Linked DNA regions of Mus musculus: region 1 is linked to region 2. Evidence: chromatin contacts called from public capture Hi-C data. All regions are on one chromosome and are shown on one strand. The core of a region is the stretch at or near the end of the contact, and the rest is flanking DNA. Distances in the headings are between cores, read along the strand shown.

Region 1 (2,862 bases), core at 119-2,618, 1.1 Mb after region 2:
GGCTAGCAAGTTACTGTTGCCCAGAGTCCCCAGAATCACCTCTGAGACCACCAAGACTTCATACCACCATCAGTGCTAGGTAAAAATTAAAAGTAGAATATTTGGCAGAACAGCACATGTGTCTGCCTCTAACCCAGTGCTGCTTCCACTTCCTCCTCCTCCTCCTCCTCCTCCTCCTCCTCCTCCTCCTCCTCCTCCTCCTCCTCCTCCTCCTCACTGTTATAACTTCTGCAGGGAACCCGGATGGATCAGAAGTTCCTTGGGGAAAATTAGCATGACCTGGTACAAAACAAAGCCCACAGAACTAAGTATCCCCCCAAGCTACTTCCTCAAACACATTAAACTGGTATCAAGTTACTGACTGGGTAGTTCGGACTGGCTCAACCAGCCCTCGGTTTGAGGAAGTGAAAAGAGGAACCACTGTCTTTGGGAAGGACAAAAAATTGGGAACCTAAGGAATACACAAAGGCAAGTTTAAAGCCTGGAAATAAATACCTGGCAATGGTAGGTGTTTTTAGAAGATCCCAGGTTGGGAAGGTGGCTGGGTCAGTAAAGAGCTTGCTGCTCAGATATGAGCAGTTTCTAAGCAAGTAGATATTCGGCTCAGAATTTTGTACTCATGCCAAGGAATGGACCAAAATTCCCCTTGACTCTCTATTCTACAAGGAACCAGTGCTCCTCCCATTCCTGAATAAAGTGTTCCAGGAGGGGCAGAGGCCAGTGTGGGAAGTCTGGCAGGAAGATGTCTCCTTTGACACTTGAATGACAGCGCAGCTCTCCGGGCTGGTTCTCTCGAGTGACCCTCTCCTCTCCCCGCTGGCAGGCTTCTCTCTTCGGAATAAAGGATAGGGCAGGGCTCCTCTCTGGTGTCTGCGGCTGGAGATAAGTCCTTGATGACTCCAATTTGGGAGATACATTTCCTATTTATGAGGAAGCCACGCACCCCCTGCCCCAGCAGGAGGGACTGGTCTCCCACCCTTGGCAACAGTGGGAAGTGACTCCACCCACCCTTCCCCAGCCCTGGGGGATTCCAGCAGTTGAAAGGTCTGAGCTGGAAAGATAAACATCACCGCTTATCCCTCACTCCCTCATTGTTCCCCTTGGAAAACAGAAAAGGAACCGGGAAGGGAAAGAGGCTGCACGGAAATCCATCCGTGGGGTTGCTAAGGGAAACAGCCTAAAATGGTACTGGGGGGATCCTCCCTTCCTCCTCTCTGACACCCTCATCCACCCATTCAGCAAAAGAAAGAAAAAAAAAAGAAATCCCAAACTTTGCTTCCTACTTCCAAGAGGAAGCGTCAGTCCCTAGGCCCTGTCTCAAACCTTAAAGTCACAAAGTTAAGTACAAGATTGCCAGGGGAGACCTGATTTTCTGTTACTTAACAGCTCTGTAGCCTGGTTACCTGTTCCAAAAAAGGGAACCTGCTAGCCTGCCTCTCTCTTAACTTTGTTCAACACAAGCGCGGGAATCCTTAGCCTCAAGCAAATGCTTCCTGTGTTGTAAGAAACTCAACTCTTAATGCTCTTTCCAAATGCAGAGGGCGAATTCTTTGTTCCCCTACAAACCCTCATTTGAACTGTTTTCTCTGTCGGAGAAGCTCGGCTGCTGAAATCCTTTCCATCCTTCCTAGCAAATCCTGAAATCTCTCTCTAAGAAGCCAGCGCCGTTCTGACAGATCATGGCAGAATCAATCTCCTCTCTACTGGACTCCTCAGCCTTCTGCTCTTCACGGCTCTCTGGTTTTAATTAATTAAGGTTTAATGTTATTTTATTTTATGTGTAGGAGTATTTTGCCTGCTTCCATGTGTGTGCCTGGTACCTGTGGAAGCCAGAAGAAAGTGATACAGTTACCTAGGCCTGGAGTTACAGAGGGTTGTAACCCACCCTGTGGGAGCTGGGAACTGAATCCTGGTCCTCTAGAAGAGCAGCTAGTGCTTTTCACTGCTAAGCCATCTTTCCCACTCCTGTTGTCAGGTTTGTGGCACAACCTGAAATTCAAGCTCTTTACATACCAGCCAGAACCCTCAACAGACCAACTGATTCATTTATGGCCAGAACCATTTCCTCACTACACCCATTGCCTGGCACTCAGCCTGGGCCATGGTTGTGGTAGAGGTGACTGTAAAAAGGGTTAGCGCATGGTGGCACATCCCTTAAACCCTGCACTCCGGGGAGGCAGGGTAGAGGCAGGAAGATATCCGAGAGTTTGAGGCCAGCCTGATGTACATTGGGAATTCCAGGACAGCCCCGGCTATATTGTGAGACCTTGTCTCCACATTAAAAATGAAAGAAGAAAGCAGCAGCAGCAGCCTCAGCAGCAGCAGACAGAGTTGCTCATCCATGCCAAGCATATGTGTTTCTATGCATGGGTTTGTTCAGAAAAAATTTATACCTCGCTATTTCCCAAAAGAGTTTAAGAAAACACCAAAGGCCCAGTGTAGCTAGAAGAACAGCCAGAGTGAAAACAGCTCAGTGTGTCTCGGGGCACCTGGGATGAGTTGTTTACTACAGTTGAGTGCTGGATTTATCTCTGCCTTTCCTGGATGAAAGGGAAATGTGCTGGCGCATACACTTTTCATTGTACAACGGCTTTGGAATCGAACTGCAAAGAGAAAATTTTCCTGGCGCTGTCTTCAAGGAGAAATTCATCAAGTGGGCCTTTATATAACAAACATGAGGTAATAGGAGAGCAGCATCTCCAGGGAGGCATCACCAAAGGGAAGCTGAAGACTTTCAACGCACAGCTCTTTGTGAGTGTGGTGGTGTACGGGTGTGTACCTGTTCCTGTGTGAGTGTCACCAAAGTGTGGTGGCCAGTGGTCAACAACATCAGATATCATCCTCTATCGTGTGTGTGTGTGT
Region 2 (2,866 bases), core at 258-2,757:
GGCAGTTAATAGCCTTATCAAGGTTTAACATTTACAGTATTTAAGTGGTGAACAATCTCGGGAACACCCACACATTCATCTGTGTTTCACTGATTTGGAAGTTTTCCTGTCATTGTATCCTCTCCTCTTACAATATTGAGTGGTCACCTAAGGAGCCCTTGTGTCTGTCCCCTCCTCGGGAACCTACTCCAGCGGGAGTCACTCTGTCGAGGCTGCTGTGTGTTTTTCACTTACCATGCTTTGAAAGGTGCTTGCAGCCTGATCACAGCCTCAGTCGGTGTCTGTAAACAGAAGCCTTGTGTAGATACCTCTATACTGGATTGTTACCTTTGAATGGTAGCATCGTATTGTTTGTAACTTGTGTGTTTTCTTATGCTGTTTCATGTTGCTTTAGCTTGGTGGACTTGAGGGAAGTTAGTTTGGTTTCTGAGATAAGAGTCTCACTCTGTAGCCTAGGCTCTTCTATCTATAGTTCATGATCCTCTTTCTGTCTCTAGCTGTGCAGTATTGGTATTATAGGTGGCTGCCGCTATGCTCACCTGCAAGGATTCCCCCCACCCCACGTTGATTCCATTGTTTGAATTTATCATAATGTACTTTTTCTGGTCTTCTGTTCATAGTTATTGAAAGTGGCTTTCAAGTTGTTGGGTGTTTTTTTTTTGTGGGGGGGGGGGGGAGGGGGGGCAGAGGTTGTTGTTGTTTTCACCAGCATGAGGGCTACAGTTTAAGACCTGGCATATGTTAAACAAACACTCTGCCCAAACTAGATCCGTGTTCCTTTTGCTTAAGTATTTAGACCCAGGATATTTTAGTCACTATTCTATTGCTGTGAAGAGACACCATGACCAAGGCAGCTCTTATAAAAGAAAGCATTTGGGGCTTGCTTACAGTTTCAGATGCTAAGTTCATCTCATCCTGGTGAGGAACAGAAAGCAGCAGGCAGCTGTGGTTCTGAGAGCTACATCCTCATCCACAGAGAGGAGGGAGTGAGGGAGAGACAGAGAAAGAGACAGAGCTGGATAGACAGGCAAGCAGGCAGGCAGGCAGGCAGACTGAGCCAGAGCCTGGCTTGGGCTTTTGAAAGCTCAAAGCCCAACCCCCAGTGACACACTTCCTACTACTAGGCCATACTTCCTAATCCTTCCCAAAGAGCACCACTCCCTGGCGACCAAGCATTCAAATAATATGAGTCATTCTTATTCAAAAAGCTCAAAGTCTCTTCTGAGACTCACAGCAATCAAAATAAAAAAGCAGATCACATCCTTCTAACACTGGTATAGAATATACATTAGCATTCCAAAAGGAGCATAGTGAGGAAATAGCGAACTAAAGCAAGACTGAGACTCTGCTGGGAGAACTCCAAACTCTGTATCTCTGTGTCTGATGTCAAAGCTTCTTTACTATCTCCAGCTCCCTTTTGCTTTGTTGGCTGCTTCATGCTTCTCTCTCTTGAGCTGGTTCCACACCCAGTTAGCAGCTGTCCTTAGCATGTACCCCCTGACTCTGGCATCCTCAATATATTCAAGTTTCTAAGGCAAGCTGTGCTTCTCTTTCATAGCTTTATGCAGTGGCGGCTCTTGGCCTCCATGCAGAAACACCCTGAATTCAGGCCTACCCACTCAGTGACTTTCCTTGTTTTCTTAGCAGTGGAGGAAGATTCTGCAAGCCCTTTCTGTATCCCTGACTCTAAAGCCAGAACCATGTGGCCAATGCTACCAAGTTCTGCTGCGTGATGGGGCTGGAACTTGACCCCTTCTTTCAGTTATATTTATGTCAGCTTTCTGTTATTGATGGTCTCCTTAGATGCTTAAGCTTTTCTTTAATTCTTTTCCTCAAGTTGGAAGCTGAGCTGGGTGGGGTCCTGCCCTGAGATCACCACTCCCTTTATTCCACTTAGCATCAGACTTTATTGAACTTTTCAGTTCTGTGAGCACTGGGCTTAGCTTCATTACACTTCCTGGCACTTCTTTATTCCTCAAACTGTATGTTTTGTATTCTTTTTTTGTTCAGCTTCCTTCATTTTATTATAGATCTGCATAAGAGTGATTACTAATAACTGTATGACAGAGTCAGTACTGGACTCTCTTGAAATCTCCTCTGCCAGTGTCATTAACCCAAAACTCTTCAATGTAGCCTCAAGCAGATTTTTAGAACAAGGGCATAAAGCAACCAGTAATCTTTGCTAAAATATCACAAGAATGATCTCTAAGCCACTTACTAATATTCCTTCCCCATGAAATTTCTTCTGTTGAGTCTCCATAGTTCGAATGACCCCATTATAGTCTACCATGCTTGTGTTAGGATAGCCCATTAAGCACGATAAAGTGACTAATGGCTTTTCTAGTCCAAAGTGCCAAAGTCTTCTATATTCTTCCAACAGGCATCATGGTCAGGCCTGTCACAGCAATACCCTGCTCCCTGATACCAGCTTCTGTCCTAGTCACTGCCATTGCTGTGAAGAGATACCATGACCAAGGCAACACTGAAAAGAAAGCATTTGATTGGAGGCTGGCTTACAGTTTCAGAAGCTATGTCCACCTCATCATGGCAGAGAGCAGGTAGCAGGCAGGCAGAGAGAGAGAGAGACCCCATCCTGAGCCATAAGCAGAGGAGGAGGGTCAGGCCGCCACCTTCCATCCCTCTTGCTTTCAGCCTTTTGAAATGTTACAGCAAGCACCTTTGAACATGTGGGTGTTTCCTAGGGCATTGAGTTTTAACCCTATCAACCCAAACCTGGCTTTAATAGCTAATCTGACACCACCTTTCTTCCTAGAAATGAAATTCAAAGATAAAATAATCGGCCTCACTACATAATTTCAGCACAGTATAATAATTTAGCTATCAGGCCAACAAAAGGGAAGTTGTC

What was found. Capture Hi-C pulls out chosen DNA fragments and counts their contacts.
Region 1: a contact with region 2 is called in a capture Hi-C map of embryonic stem cells, with 2.6 times the contacts expected there. The contact joins two enhancer-like sites. A contact is called at or near these places in 2 of 484 Hi-C or Micro-C datasets (both in cerebral cortex), 2 of 115 datasets of contacts at active chromatin or transcription factors (cardiomyocytes and embryonic stem cells) and 2 of 9 other capture datasets (embryonic stem cells and embryonic trunk).

What each region holds. Positions count from the first base shown.
Region 1 is chr7:83,809,528-83,812,389 of GRCm38.p6, forward strand. No RefSeq gene overlaps it. Among named protein-coding and RNA genes, the nearest start is that of Gm39043, 3.1 kb to the right of the region's middle. RefSeq lists an enhancer at 2,391-2,862. Within about 2 kb of position 1,369, at least 102 of the 459 cell types and tissues checked have an H3K27ac peak or open chromatin away from gene starts, as enhancers often do. A contact at or near this core is called in cerebral cortex and embryonic stem cells, where this site is marked.
Region 2 is chr7:82,733,949-82,736,814 of GRCm38.p6, forward strand. All of the region lies in intron 15 of Efl1 (elongation factor like GTPase 1), which reads left to right. Among named protein-coding and RNA genes, the nearest start is that of 4933406J10Rik, 20 kb to the right of the region's middle. Within about 2 kb of position 1,508, at least 29 of the 459 cell types and tissues checked have an H3K27ac peak or open chromatin away from gene starts, as enhancers often do. A contact at or near this core is called in cerebral cortex and embryonic stem cells, where this site is marked.